Regions from separate parts of the Mus musculus genome. Here regions 1, 3, 4 and 5 are each linked to region 2. The links are chromatin contacts, called in public HiChIP or PLAC-seq and promoter capture Hi-C maps. All regions are on one chromosome and are shown on one strand. The core of a region is the stretch at or near the end of the contact, and the rest is flanking DNA. Distances in the headings are between cores, read along the strand shown.

Region 1 (2,700 bases), core at 93-2,592, 1.1 Mb before region 2:
GACCAGGCTGGCCTTGAACTCAGAGATCCGCTTGCCTCTGCCTCCCAAGTGCTGGGATTAAAGGCATGCGCCACCACGCCCAGCGGAGTAGGGTTTCCTCAACCCTAACCTGAAGGTATCAGGAGTTGGGGAGAAAGGTCTGTCCTTTTGTTCAGTGCTTCTGGAGGTGACATGGGTCAGCCGCTGAACAAACACTTTACTATGAGTTACACCCTAACCATCAGAAGAAGGATTTAGGAGTGTTCGTAAGGGCTCCCCTTCCCTGCTCTCTGCCTGCTTATCTGTTTCATTTTGGTGTAAGGAATAAATGAGAGGATCAAGTTTGAGTCTTGGCTGTGATTTTCAGTGGCTTGTTTATTCTCCTAAATTGCCCATCTGCTATGCTTCCTCATTTTCAAAAGGGACTAATAGCATTTCATAGGGTCTGGAGGGGTTAACTTTTTAATTTTAATTTTTTAAAGACATGGTCTATGTAGCTCTGGCTGGTCTGGAACATATTATGTAGCCCAGGCTGGCTTTCAATTCACAGAGATCTGCCTGCCTCCACCTCCCAAATGCTGAGTGCTGGTATTAAAGGTGTGCACCACCAAGCCCAGCTGTTTTTTGTTGCTGTCATTGCTGCTGCTGCTGCTGTTTTTGTTTTTGTTTTTTATTTTGTTGTTGTTTTAAAGTGTAGAGCAACAGGAAAACCATGTTGTGGTTTCCCTGGGCATCCAGCAGACATCATGTAGATGTAGACCTTCAGGATAGCACTGCCTTTTCCCCCACCCCACCTCAGTGTAATGGTATTCCAGTGGAGGAAAGGCAGAAAGTTAACATAAGCAAAAGAAAAAAATGACTGAATTATTTCATTTTCTCAGAGAAAACTGTTATTTAGTTTTAAATTATTTTCTCTTCATATATTCTTCTATATTCTTACATTTTAGGTAAAAATAAATAGATCATTTTTATCAATGAGTGGTTTTACATAGTCAGCATTGTGTGATTTCGTGTGTGTATGGATGGGCACACTACAGAGTGAGATCCTTTCTCAGAAAACAAAACAGAAACTGAAACATGCCCCCCAAATGCAAACACATCTCTCTTAAATCCCCTGACATATTCATCTTCTATGGGACTTTTTTCTTTATATACATCATTGTGCCTTAGAAGATTCCTCACTTTCCATTGAGTTACAATGAAATATGCATAAATAAAGAGTTTACTCAACTGGAACATTGTTATTTTTGCAACGATTTGTTTTGACTTAAGAGCCAGGAAGTTCTAGCAGATGTTGTTACAGCAGACGTGTAGTCAAGGTGCCACCTTTGCCTTCTATTCCGTGGGTTTCCTGGCTTCCTACTGCTCTCTCTGTAGTCCCATTGATACCTGTCAGCACTGCTACTGTGTGGGGGGTGATCCAGTGAGACCCTGGTGTCTGCCAATATACATTAAAATTAAAAGAAAGAAAAAGACTATCTCTGAGGCCAGGGGCAAAGTAATACTAATACCTGTGTGAGTCAGTGAGCTAACCAGAGGCTTGATTACAACCTTCATGTGTCTGTCCTTCACTCCACTTTCAGCAAACGGGACAATCAGAGCTCTTAAACACTGGAAAGCAGCTTTTGTCATTTTGTGTACTATGTTTAACATTGAAGTTTGCAATGGCTTCAAACATACCATTTGAGGGGGTCCTTTGATTTGGAGAGAGAGGGAGGGGGAGAGAGGGAGAGAGACAGACTCGGTGTGTGTGTGTCTGTGTCTGTCTGTCTGTCTGTCTGTCTACTCCTGTAAGAGCTGAGGGAGGCTTGGTTGCTGGTGGGAAGAGAAGAAACCTCAGGGACCCAGACTTGCTCAGGAAGTCAGCATCCTAGCCATCAGCTGAGAGCAGGACCTTTGTTCTAAGGGAAAGTCACCTAATGACAGTGATGAAGGTGGTGGGAGAGAAAAGAAGGAGTAAATGGTAGGAGTCAAGGTGTGTGTGTGTGTGTGTGTGTGTGTGTGTGTGTGTGTGTGTGTGTGTGTGTGTGTGTGTGTGTGTGTGAGAGAGAGAGTCCTTTCTTCCTAAAAAGAATGCCTATTTGTAGTTCTGGTTCAATTTACTTAGGTGTTTTGCAGTCTGGTTTTGGGGTATAAACGTATCTGTATGCACATATTTTAAAATGACTGCATTATTCATAGAATTAAAATTAAGTTGTGGGACATTTATGCTCTGCTTGAAGAAGAATTACTGCCTCATCCGTTCAGTGAGAAAGAGGGAGTAAACTTCAGACTACTTGCAGAGTTCATGTTCTTTCAAATGAAGGCATGACCAGCTATGAGTTTGTTGGCAGCATCTCAGAGGAGGAGTTGAACAAGCATGAATGTTCCCGTGTCCTGGCTTTTCTGGTTTTGTTTTTGTTCTTTTGTTTTTTTCTGCATCCTAGAACTTTGCAAAGATGTTTGCTGAACCTTAGTTCTAACACATATGCTGGATGGAGTAGGTGTTAAGGGACAGTGAAGTTTAGAAAACAGTTATCACCTACATGATTGATTCACGTGTGTCCATTTTCTGACATCTCTGTAAATCATGCCAGAAAGAGACCACTGAACTGTGTCCTCAGCAGTACAGACCTGGATTGGACCAATAGAGTATCTTAGAAGGCATGTTGTTAAGTCACACTTGAGAGAATGTAGTGGTTACTTATTTCCATGCCCAGGGAACATTTGTAGATCAAGCAA
Region 2 (2,740 bases), core at 181-2,680:
GCCTCCGGTCCTGGTGAGGTAGCAGCGTGGTGGGATAAGGAGGCAGGCAGCTCCTGGGTGGGAAGAGGTAAGAAAAAAGAAACACATTAAGGCAGAAGGTTGGACAGTGTGCGATGCGACTCTTTTAGTTTTCCTCTCAGCTCAGCTTTGGCTGTTAAGTCCTTGGTCTCTCCCCGCTTGGAAGAGACAGACCTGCCCAGCTAGATTAGATGCGGTGTAGGGGCAGGTCTAGAGCTGAATCCCGGCATGGAAAAGTACCAGTATTCCTTGCTTCCACCTCTGGGACTCTCTGAATGACCTGCCTCGAGTCTGTCAGGGTGAAATGCAAACTATAGGCCCGGGCTGTGCCGGGTGGAGAGGTTGAGGGAGAATGTTCAGGAGGCGAGGCGGGGCGGGGCGGGGGTGGGGTCACCCAGGCCGGGTTCAGAGTAAGGACGTGAAATGTTAGCAGTTACTCTTGCGCTCCGAACCTGTTTCCAAAAATGCCCTTTTCACTTCCCAAATCACAAGCCATTTCCCAATTAATCCCTTTCTATCAGTGCAAATAAGAAGTAGCAGTGTATAGAGTGTGATTGGACTCCGGAAGTATACAGCTCGGGAAGTATGTACCCAGGAATTCCAAGTGAACTTGGCTGCAGCCAAGCTGTGCGGTTTATCCAGAAAGCGGACTTTCAATCTCTCTCTCTCTCTCTCTCTCTCTCTCTCTCTCTCTCTCTCTCTCTCACACACACACACACACACACACACACACACACACACCAGTAGGAGGCGCCTTTTAACCCCAGCCGAATCCTCTGACACCCGGCTGCCCAGGGACTTCTCAAGCCTTGAACTTCAAAGAGCTGGCTGCGCACCCACGAAGCCACCCAGGTCGAGATTCAGAGCTGGCAGGGCACATAGATCTGTGCCTGGAGTCGTGGGGTTCCCAGGCAAACTTCCAGCCAGGTGAGGCGCCACTCAGTTCAGATCACCCTCCCCGGCTCCAGGCGGAGGGAGAAGCCAGCCTGTGATTCGCTGGAAAGTTTTCTGCCAAGCTGGGAACGCGCCCCTTACGGGAACACTCCCGAGCTAGACTAGGGCTCGAAGTGGCGATCCGGAGGGCGTCCGGGACACCAGAGAGTGGGAAGCTGACCGAAAGCGTGAGCTGAGAGGCTGGGAAAACTTCCCTTCCTTCCTCCTTCCCTCCTCCGCCCATCATTGGGCTTGGCTGCCTGGAGCCGCAGGAGCGGCGGCCTGCGCGCACAAGAAGGTGAGTTTACAGCCAGGTGAGGTCGCCGAACAGGGACTCCCAGCTCCCATTATCCCTCAAGTGCCCCAGTAGACAGCCATTCCCCAGCCTCAGAGTAGGAGGTCCGGGACCCTGCACTGCGTTGCAGGGCCAGGCCCTCCAGCCTGCTCCGCCCCAGGGTCCGGGTCCCCGCCTGGTGGCGTAGGGCGCAGGGTGGGCAGGTGGGCGGTGCCTCCTGCGGGCGCCCTCGGTCCCTCCCTCCTGCTCTCGCTGCTTTGGGCCGCGCTGGCTGATCGCCACAGAGGTCCCCGGGCTGCGCGCCCTCTCCACGCTGTGCTCCCCGGCTCCGGCTCCGCGGCCCGCGATTGCCTGGGGTGGGGGTGTCGCGAAACCCCCAGCCCCGGGCCTGCGGACAGAGACCAAGCGTGGCCCTTTGCCTTCGGGGTGAGTCTGCGTCCTCGCGCCGAAAAGAGCACGGTAGGGCCCGGGTTGGGTATCCGTGCGTCCGGGAGCATCATGTCGGACATGTTCCTCAGGGGACTCCACTCCGCCCCCCCCCCCCCCCCGCACCCTCTGTAGCCGCACCCGGCTGATGTGGAGTTCTCCCGCCTCCCCGCGTCGCTCTGGCTTTGGCCTCGAGGGCCCCCTGTTGGCGGGGACAGGTTCCATCCGCTTGTGCCTGGACAGAGCACCTGGGCACTTTTGAGAGGAAAGAACTTGGATAGGGCACTGAGCCGGCCGTGGGAGCCTCTGTCCTAGTAATGTAGGGGTGGACATTGTGTATTCTTACTTCCTTCTGACTGTTACCGGATTAAGAAGCAATCGAGGGGTGGAGAGCCAGCGGTCCTCCAGGGTCCTTAGTTTCTTCGCCTGTAAAATAGGAGTGACTATAGGAGCCCGAGGAGCCCTAGGCTGAGGCTAAGTATTCGCAGACCAATGACTGTAAATTAAGTTACAGGGTGCAGGGGAGAACAAAATACCGACGACATAGTAAGTTTGCTTGTAATTGATATGAATGTTGTGGGTGCATTTGAGGAGGGAACGCCAAGTTTGATTTGGCCACTTTGAGAATTTTTTTCTCACGCACAAGGTAGGAGCAGGAGACCTGTCAGTGGGGGACCCTGCAAGGTGGTGGGTTTCTCCTCTGATGATATATGTGACCCTGAGCCAGGTCCTTGGCCAATATGGAAACTTAGAGATGAAGTCAGGAGTGGAGTGAAGGGGCAGGACCTAGGCGAGTTAAGCAGGCTTGGGGGGGGGGGGTAGGGATCCCCACCTGTCCACTTCAGGGCTTCCTCTAGTTCCTCTAGCTTTTGTTTTGAAAGCAAACTTGAAGGTTGGCTTCTTAAGAGAAGGGTCAAGAGCTTTCCCACTGAGACCTGTCATTCAAAGGTCCTTGGGGGGAGTTACTCCTTTCCAAATATCTCCCTCAGAACCAGATCAAAGGTTCCCCCAACCCAGACAGAAAGAAAAGGGTGAGCAGAGAAAAAGAGACTGGTGGCCATTCTGTTG
Region 3 (2,700 bases), core at 135-2,634, 1.1 Mb before region 2:
CCAAGTTCCCCCTCCAGAGGTAGCTTGTTAGGCTCTCCCTCTGCAGCCATTTCTGGGGCTCCATACACCCCCAGAACATGAGTTCTTTGTTTTTCCTTCTCTCCCCTGTTTGTCACTCAGTACCCACTCACTTGCTGTCTCTCTCCTCCCAAGAGGGAGCATAGTTTGCTATGCAGGTGAGTCCTTGTTCCTCCTCACTGCCGTGCCTAGCTGGCAGTCGGAGTCACCTTTGCCCTCATGTTGTATTTTCTGTTTTTAGGTCATAGCTATCCTTTGTTTCCTCACTACTATTCCACACTAACCCAATACAGTTGCTCCTAGACTTACAATGTGATTACATCCTACTAAACTCAAGGTAAAGCCAACGCAATTACAACTTTTTTCTTTTGTATCTTAGACTATTGTGAATTAGAGATCATCTCTGTGATATTTTCCTGTTTCCTAGGTTATTTAGTGGCACAATGTAAATAGGCTCAAAGTAGCCTAGCTTAGATATGCTACAGTTTAATTCCATTTTGTATCTGTTGAGTTCTTAGCACAGTTGCCAAGCTCTTTGTTAAGTATATATATTCTCCTCTTATAAAAACAACCTATGAAATGCAGGCATTAGAATTCCCACTTTGTGATGGAAGACTTTAGGACCAAGAGATGGTCATTCCAGAGTGAAAAAAGGAGCTTTGCAGTCAGCAGCAGTCAGATGTATAAAGCCTCTCACTGTAGCAGCCCAGGTATACTCAGGTTTGCAGAAGTGGCAAACAGCTGCCCAGCTCAGTGGCTTAACACAGCCCCAGCTTATTCCCTGGTCTTTGCTGCACACTCTGGATTGTCGTGGTGCTGTCCTATTGTAGTTACACAGGAACAAGGGATCGTGGACTTTTGGTATGTGACATTAATTGGCCACACTCACGTTGGCATATGTCATTTAAAATTAATGTGGTGGTGGGGTGTGATCCCATCTGGTAGCAGAGAAAAACCAAAGTATTTGAGGACAGCTATGAGGATTTCCTGGGACTACCTTTATTACTAATTTCCTGAGTTACATAGTTTCCCCCCCTGGAATCTTTTCTGGCAGTATAGGAACTATAGTCACAACAGCTCTCTGTTCTAAGCAGTGGCCTGTGTTACTACTGCCATTAACCAGTAGCAGGGGAGTTTTGCTTTCTGTGCTAGTTTTAAAGACCAGTAAAACAAGGAAAGAAGCTTGTGAGCACCGTTGTAATCCATCTGCAGTTCTCGTAGCTCTGCTGTCCTGGGTGTTTATTTGTTCCCATGCACAGAACCCCTCCCAGCATGTCATGGACACTGCAGAGAACCACGTGGATGAGGCTCTGCAGTCTTGATGCTCAGAAAAGCAGGCAAGGCTGGTTCCAGAGGATAGTGAAAGTGCTGTGAAGCAGCGAGTCCCTGTGAGGAGGAGTGGCAGGGAGGGCTAGAGGAAGTGCTCTGTGTTACACAGCCACTGATCTCAGAACCAAGGTGGGACACAGCCAGAATCCAGGTGCACAACAATACAGGAAAGGAAGTAATGGGCAGACTGAAAGAAACACAGTGTGCAAAGGGCAGGGCCGTGCTTCATTATATTTTATTGCAAATGGGTAAAGTATAGACGTGGATTTGCTTATTTATATTTCTTCTCATGAAAAGCCAGTAAAATTTGCTTATTATGTATGAATATTCGTATATATGTTTGTTTTCTGGGTGTTTATTTATTTATTATTTTTTAATTTTGGCAAAAAGTTTCTCTACATAGCATTGGTTGTCCTAGAACTTACTATATAGACCAGACCAGTCTTGAACTCACAGAGATCCCTCTGCCTCTGCCTCCCAAGTGGTGGGATTAAAGATGTGTACCACCATACCCAGTCCTTATATTTTTAAAAATCAGAGCCATTAATCCATATTGCTTATGTGAAATAGTGAATGCAACCTTCTATAATAGCCATTTTACCAGTAGCAGCTGTCAGCTGGCAGAGAGTGTGAAGAGAGGGGCTGTGGTAGGGAAGGAGAGGCTGGTCCTGAGGCCACATGAAGCCAGGCAAAGAGGTACAAGGTCAGTTTCATGGGCCTTGTTAAAGATCGGAGGAGAGTTTGCTTGAGGGATGGGGGAGTTTGGGACAGTTCTGAGTATAGGAATGTTTGAATTGTGTTAATAAATATTAATTAAAATGATACATTCTGTTCTGTTATACTGATATTCCTGTTCTTTAAGTCTGATGACTTAAAGGTTCATTTTGCTTTAATGATTAATAAATATTTAGGATTATTAATTATGAGGTTAGCTAGATTTTCATGTGTTTGTAAGTTGGCCTTTCTATCTGTAAATAGAAAGTATTTAAAACTCTATCTTAGTTTCATACGTTTAAAAATATTTATTGTAGCCAGGCATGGTGGCGCACGCCTTTAATCCCAGCACTCGGGAGGCAGTGGCAGGTGGATCTCTGAGTTCGAGGCCAGCCTGGTCTACAAAGTGAGTTCCAGGACTGCCAGGGCTATACAGAGAAACCCTGTCTCAAAAAAAAAAAATATTGTTTGTATGTGTGTGCATGTGTCTGTATGTAGATGCCCTGGAGGCCTTGCAGCTGGAGCTACAGATGCTTCCGAGCCTCCTGCTGGGGACGCTGGCGTCCAGAGCCAGCTCCAGCCCGGTTTAGTGTTTGCTGCAAAGAGGTGTTAAATGAACATACTTGGGTTTTCTTTTCC
Region 4 (2,700 bases), core at 62-2,561, 1.1 Mb before region 2:
CAGTTCTTAGGTAGACTTAACTGGGCCCTCACCTCTTGACAGGTGTGGAGCCAGACGCAATGTGTTCCTGTGCTTGTGGCCTCAGACTTGTTAAGTCAGGCTGTGTGGCAGGCAAAGTGTATAGTGAGTCTTAACAGCGGTGTCTCCTGAAGCCCTAGCTGCCATCCATCTGAGAGATGCCTTCATCGAGCAGTGCATGTCCTGCCCACCTTTCCTGCTGTGGGCTGTGTCTATGCTCAGGATGGTTTCAGTTAAGCTTTTCACCAGGAGGGAGAAAACTTGTGTTACTTTTTCTGTTTACTTGAGCCATCACTGAGGGGCTCCAGATTTGGGCTAAATGTTGGAAACTGTTTCTGTGCCTTTGATTCTTAATTATGTGTAGCCTTGTTCACAGAAAAATTGTGTGGATTAGCCAGAATTTTATAAAATGTTCTTCACAAACATTTCTTTATGTTTGTGTGCTTGTGTCTGTGCCTGTGCACATGGCCAGAGGCAGAGTAGGGTAAAGATCATAACAATGTGGGTTCTGGGAATTAAACTCAGTTTGTCAGGCTTGGGAACAAGTACCTTTCTTTGTCTGCTGAGCCATCTCACTTGCCAGCCTAGAATCCTAATATAAAAAAACTATTTGAGACATCTGATGGAGTGTGTTAGGAACTCTTGACATGTGCTGCCGTGTATTCTGTCTAAAAGGGAATTGGAAGCTATGACTTGTCTAAACCAGAAAAAAAAGTTTGATTATAATTGCATTTTCTAGAAGACCCTTATAATGAGTTCAAATTAGTTTAGTTTTTTTAATCTGACTATAACTTGTATGTTAAAACCCTCAATTTTGTTGTTTCCTTAAATATATGAACACCAGGTTCTTTGCTTAAATAACTGATTTTTAAATTGGTTTAAAACTAGCTGTGCTTCTCTCCCCTAGGCAGTTTCGTATTCCAGTTCACAGATGGTGTTTAGATACGGGAACTTGGTGTTCCTGAGCGTGGAACCTAACAGAGGAGGGTGTAGTTTCATATTTGAAGTTGCCTCTAACGAAAGCAGGAGCCAGGTGTAGTAGTGCATGTCTTTAATCCCAGTATCTGGGAGACAGAGACTGAGTTTACATCTCTGAGTTTGAGGCCAACCTGGTCTATAAAGAGAGTTCTATCTAGGACAGCCAGGGCTACATAGAGAGACCATGTCTTAGTAAACAAATGAATGAATAAATAAAAATTAACTAGGAATTGATTGGATGGAAAGCTTGGTTGGTTAACTGGGGATTGACTGTTGATGGGCACTTTGAGTGAAGGCTGCATGCAGAGCTGAAAGCTGCAGTCCAGGTTAACAGCCTGGAGCTGTGTAGTTTGGATTCCCTATGTGTATTACATGCTGCCAGAGAGATCTGGAGTTTGGTCTTTAGTAGCATTAATAGTTTAGGGGAGCTTATATTACAGTACAGAAGCAAGAGCTTCCTCTAAGTGAAAAAGATACTGAAAGCACTTGTGCCCCCCATCCTCCCTCTCCCGCTCTGTGTAGCCCTGGCTGTCCTGGAGTTCTAGGCTAGCAGGAACCACATAGGGAGATCATCTTCAAAAACAAAATGTACTGTAGGATAAGCACAATGAAGAAATGAACTCCAGCACTCCTTAAGAAAACTCAGTTACCTTTGCAGTTAGTTCAGCCAGGCCTAACAGCACATGCCTATTGTCCAAGCACTTAGGAGGTGGAGGCAGATCAGAAATTTACAATCCAGTCTGGACTGCGTGAGAAGTCCATTAAGAGGAAGGCAATAAGAGAGAAAATAAAGAGGAAGAAGGGGTGCTGTGCCTGGGTCCAGACTGGGGAAACTGTTCCTAACAAGTCCACTCTCCTGCCTTTCCTACAGAATGAGTCAGGCAGCTAGGACGGGACCAGCTTCGTCAGCAAACCAAACCTTTGGAGATGCCACTTCAAAATAGTGCATTTGTGTTCCAAAAAGCCAAAATGAACCACGAGACACTACCCTTCACAAATTAATAATCTGACAAAACAAACAGAAAAACCAGAACACTTACCTACATCCTAAGGCAGGGAAGGAAAGAAGCAACCATCATTACTTCCTTCTACTACAGCCACAAAATGAATTAGAACTCCACTAAATCAGTTTCTAGATTTAATTTTTATATTAGATCCTGTTCAGGGTCCTTAATGTTTGGCCTAAGGAAACCTTAAAGTTCATGAACCAGTGCGGCAGTGACAAGGCCTCAGTGTGCTGCAGAGGAGGAGACTGCGCGCATCAGCACCTCTTCCTTGAACTAATCAGTAAGAGTAAAGCGGGCCAGGAAGTAGACAGGGCCGAGACAATACAAAGTAGTCAACAAATCCCACATCAGCAAACGTGTCTGCAGAAGTAAGCTGCAAGTATTTTGTAAACTGTTTACTTTTGGATACTCAAAAGAATGAACAACTTAATTTATAAGTTTCCCATTTGCTGTGATCACAGTGTACACTGCTAATGAGAAATTGTTTTTAATTCATTATATGCTTATGTCTGTGTGCATAGTGTTTTGTTTGTTTGGAGCACCGGACCTTGGACTCAGATCTAGGCTTAGACATGCTGAAGTACTTTACCATGCTGCTGGGGTACTGACTACATCATTACATCCTGACTTGGCCCACTGTAGAGTCTTTATCTTTTTCTTGCTTAAATAATACAATGTGATAAACGTGAATCTGGGA
Region 5 (2,700 bases), core at 176-2,675, 1.3 Mb before region 2:
GGTATAGTGTCCCACACAACGAGGGGTTTCCTACTAGGAGGGACCAGTACATTGCTCACACCCACCTGTCCTGGGACCTAAAAGCTCCCAGAGAGGATGTGGACCATGATGATGGAGAAAAGGTGGGTAATAAGTGAAGAAAGAGAAACTTGAGAGAGTTCCGGGTGTGTTCTTTTAACACTCGTTGCCAACACATCTCAGACTTTCAGACAGCTGGTCTTATGGAGTTACACCACAGGGGTCCTCGTTCAGGGGACTTTCTGGTGAGCCCCAAAACGAGGCCTCACACATCCTGACCGTGCTGGATTCCTCCAGCGTTCCCTACCAGACCCAGCCTTGGCTTCCAGCCACCCTCTGGCTCACCTTTGGGCAATTTGGATGTGTTCTCCTGAATCCAGGAGAAGAGGTGAGCGAAGTCACAGTCACACAGCCAGGGGTTCCCGTCCAGGCGCACAGTGCGCAGTGCCGGCAGCGCATCCAAAGCCGCCACGTTGAGGCTGCGCAGGTTGTTGTCGTTGAGTTCCAGCACCTGCAAGGACTCCAGGCTCTCGAAGGCAGCCTCATGTACACCGGCCAGATGGTTGTTGGCCAGGCTCAGCTTGACCAGCCTCCCCGCCGAGCGGAAGGCGCCGGCCCCCAGCTGGGTGAGGTTGTTGTAGCTCAGGTCCAGAAAGGCCAGCTTGCCCGAGCCGCTGAACGTGCCCTCCTCCAGCGAGCGCAGCGAGTTGTTCCTGAAATCCAGATACACCAGATCTCCATGGAAGATGAAGAAGTCCTCGGGGATCTGCTGGATGCGGTTGCCGGCCACTAGCAGCTTGCGCACGTCCAGGGGGAAGGGATCGGGCACGCTGGGCAGCCCGCGATCGCGACAGTCCACGGTATGGGGGTCGGTGCAAGCACAGCCCGCGGGGCACGCGCGTCCCGGCCCGAGCAGCACCAAGAGGCTACCGAGCCCCAGCGCCGCAGCAGCGCCCGTGGGGTGGCGGGGGGCAACGCAGAGACTCATGGCCCGGGGGACTCCGGAGGACTCAGCTCGCAGCAAGGAGGACGCAGCGGGGCCCTGGCTCCGGGGCGCCGAGAGCCCCAGGGCAGCGGCGCAGGGCGGGGAGGCTGCGCCGGGGCGCGCGGGGGCGATGAGAGTGCGGCGGGGACAGAGCGACCCGGGGTGTCCGGGAGGCGGGGAGGGAGGAGGAAGATGAGAGGTGCTGGGCGCAGAATTTACCCGCACAGGAAACTGACCCTCTGGAACATTCAAAAGCACAGGTGGAGATCGTGGAGGGAGCCCAGAGCGACCCCACTCGGGCGGGGAAGTGGGACCTGTCGCACAGACCTGGCCAGCGGTGCTCAAGACTAAGTTCAGTGACGGATCCCTGGAGCGATTTCCATGGGGCGTGTCTGGGGCATGCGCCCAGAGCGCCACCCTCATCTCTGCCAAAGGGTCCCAGGTCACTCTAACTCGAAGTCCTGAACAAAGCCCGCAGGCTGTCAAGTCCCCGCCTGGGGCTGCGAAGTTGAGCTTTGGCTAGGCTCCAGGATGGTTGGGCTTCCCCTTCGACCCCCTCCTCCCACCTGCTTTTGCCCCACCTCCTGCAGGAGGAGGGTGTGAGCTAGGCGGGTGGCTGCCAAGGTCCCGCTGTGACTGGAAGGATAGCCAGGGCCAGTCAGCGTTTTCCATGCTGGTCCTGAGCTTGGAGATAGAACTGATTATCCTCCCAACACGAATCTTCTGTAGCTCTGAGCAAGGCCAAAGCAAGAGGTACTGGGGCAGTTTGGTGACCTGCAACCAGAGCCTCCAAGCGCCCCCTGAACTCCTGTGGAACCATCTGTGAAAAGGCAAGGGTGGGGACATCTCACCGCTCCCTTTGAGGACTGAAGAAGGCCAGAAGCTGTGTTTAGGAGTTACCAACCCTTCTTTCCCCATCAACCCTTCATTTTGATGGCCCAGGAAAGTGATCTGGTCAGAGAGATGCCAACGCTTAGAGCCCAGCTCCTCAGAGGTGAGGTTGGTCTTAGACAGTGATAGAATTCCTTCCCTGCCATTCCTCAAACCAACCCCGTATTCTACTCCTCTGCCGGGCTTTGAATGTTTGCTTTTTGGAAAAGCCCCTACACTGCTACAGGCAAATCGCCCTGCAGGTGGCTATTTTAATCCTAACACCCTGGAACCGAGAAGCTCAGCCCCTGGCCCAAAATAACCCACGGAACAGCTGTCAGTTACTGGCCCCCATTGACCCTGCCCCATCCCCTGGCACTGCTGGGGATTGGTGGAGCCAGCTATTCCGAAGCCTCAGAGCTAAGTCTGGGTATTTTTTTTCCCAGTTTGGAAGGGAGTTGGATGACCTCTTTTTCCAGTTTGGAAGCCAGTTGGTGCCTCTGAGCCAGGGATCAGGCAGTTGAGCCTTTGGGACAGAGCCAAAGGCCCAAGAACTTGCATGAGTTCCAGGAGGGGCTGGGTGTTGGGCCCCCTCAATCGCTCTTCCCTTGCACACACCCTGGCCACCAAGCTAGACCTACAGCCCCTGTCTTGTGTTCCGATTCTCACCAGGTCAACAGAATGTCTTGCAATTCCCAGTTTCCGGGGCTCTGCCTTTTGAAGAGGCAGTATAGGGTAAGAAAGGACTAGGGTGGGTGAAAGTACCTTAGCTACATTGATGTTGTTAAGGATGCAAGAAGGCAGCCAGAAAGAGCATGTGCCACCAC

What was found. Promoter capture Hi-C pulls out the DNA fragments that hold promoters and counts their contacts. HiChIP or PLAC-seq counts read pairs in DNA pulled down with a chosen protein or histone mark.
Region 1: an H3K27ac HiChIP or PLAC-seq map of large pre-B cells shows a contact between it and region 2, with 8 times the contacts expected there. The contact joins the enhancer-like site here to the promoter of Tmem51 in region 2. A contact is called at or near these places in 4 of 39 promoter capture datasets (hippocampal neurons, liver and stem cell-derived epiblast-like cells) and 4 of 115 datasets of contacts at active chromatin or transcription factors (astrocytes, fibro-adipogenic progenitors, large pre-B cells and 1 more).
Region 3: a promoter capture Hi-C map of liver shows a contact between it and region 2, with 3 times the contacts expected there. The contact joins the enhancer-like site here to the promoter of Tmem51 in region 2. A contact is called at or near these places in 4 of 39 promoter capture datasets (hippocampal neurons, liver and stem cell-derived epiblast-like cells) and 1 of 115 datasets of contacts at active chromatin or transcription factors (embryonic stem cells).
Region 4: a contact with region 2 is called in a promoter capture Hi-C map of liver, with 2.8 times the contacts expected there. The contact joins the enhancer-like site here to the promoter of Tmem51 in region 2. A contact is called at or near these places in 5 of 39 promoter capture datasets (the 3T3-L1 cell line, the C10 cell line, embryonic stem cells and 2 more), 3 of 115 datasets of contacts at active chromatin or transcription factors (astrocytes, fibro-adipogenic progenitors and pro-B cells) and 1 of 9 other capture datasets (adipose tissue).
Region 5: a promoter capture Hi-C map of hippocampal neurons shows a contact between it and region 2, with 5 times the contacts expected there. The contact joins the promoter of Lrrc38 here to the promoter of Tmem51 in region 2. A contact is called at or near these places in 4 of 39 promoter capture datasets (the 3T3-L1 cell line, the C10 cell line, hippocampal neurons and 1 more) and 3 of 115 datasets of contacts at active chromatin or transcription factors (embryonic stem cells, extraembryonic endoderm stem cells and neural tube).

What each region holds. Positions count from the first base shown.
Region 1 is chr4:143,170,418-143,173,117 of GRCm38.p6, reverse strand. All of the region lies in intron 4 of Prdm2 (PR domain containing 2, with ZNF domain), which reads left to right. Among named protein-coding and RNA genes, the nearest start is that of Gm22039, 32 kb to the left of the region's middle. Within about 2 kb of position 1,342, at least 19 of the 459 cell types and tissues checked have an H3K27ac peak or open chromatin away from gene starts, as enhancers often do. A contact at or near this core is called in pro-B cells, where this site is marked.
Region 2 is chr4:142,082,994-142,085,733 of GRCm38.p6, reverse strand. Tmem51 (transmembrane protein 51) reads left to right here and starts at 1,430. Exons shown (of 3, transcript NM_145402.3): 1 at 1,430-1,672. Tmem51os1 (Tmem51 opposite strand 1) reads right to left here and starts at 1,436. Exons shown (of 5, transcript NR_027137.1): 1 at 760-1,436; 2 at 1-53.
Region 3 is chr4:143,189,520-143,192,219 of GRCm38.p6, reverse strand. The region is part of intron 2 of Prdm2 (PR domain containing 2, with ZNF domain); the gene reads left to right. Among named protein-coding and RNA genes, the nearest start is that of Gm22039, 13 kb to the left of the region's middle. Within about 2 kb of position 1,384, at least 65 of the 459 cell types and tissues checked have an H3K27ac peak or open chromatin away from gene starts, as enhancers often do. A contact at or near this core is called in liver, where this site is marked.
Region 4 is chr4:143,154,347-143,157,046 of GRCm38.p6, reverse strand. All of the region lies in intron 6 of Prdm2 (PR domain containing 2, with ZNF domain), which reads left to right. Among named protein-coding and RNA genes, the nearest start is that of Mir7021, 20 kb to the right of the region's middle. Within about 2 kb of position 1,311, at least 25 of the 459 cell types and tissues checked have an H3K27ac peak or open chromatin away from gene starts, as enhancers often do. A contact at or near this core is called in liver, where this site is marked.
Region 5 is chr4:143,348,475-143,351,174 of GRCm38.p6, reverse strand. Lrrc38 (leucine rich repeat containing 38) reads right to left here and starts at 1,425. Exons shown (of 2, transcript NM_001162983.1): 1 at 364-1,425. The coding sequence starts at 1,006.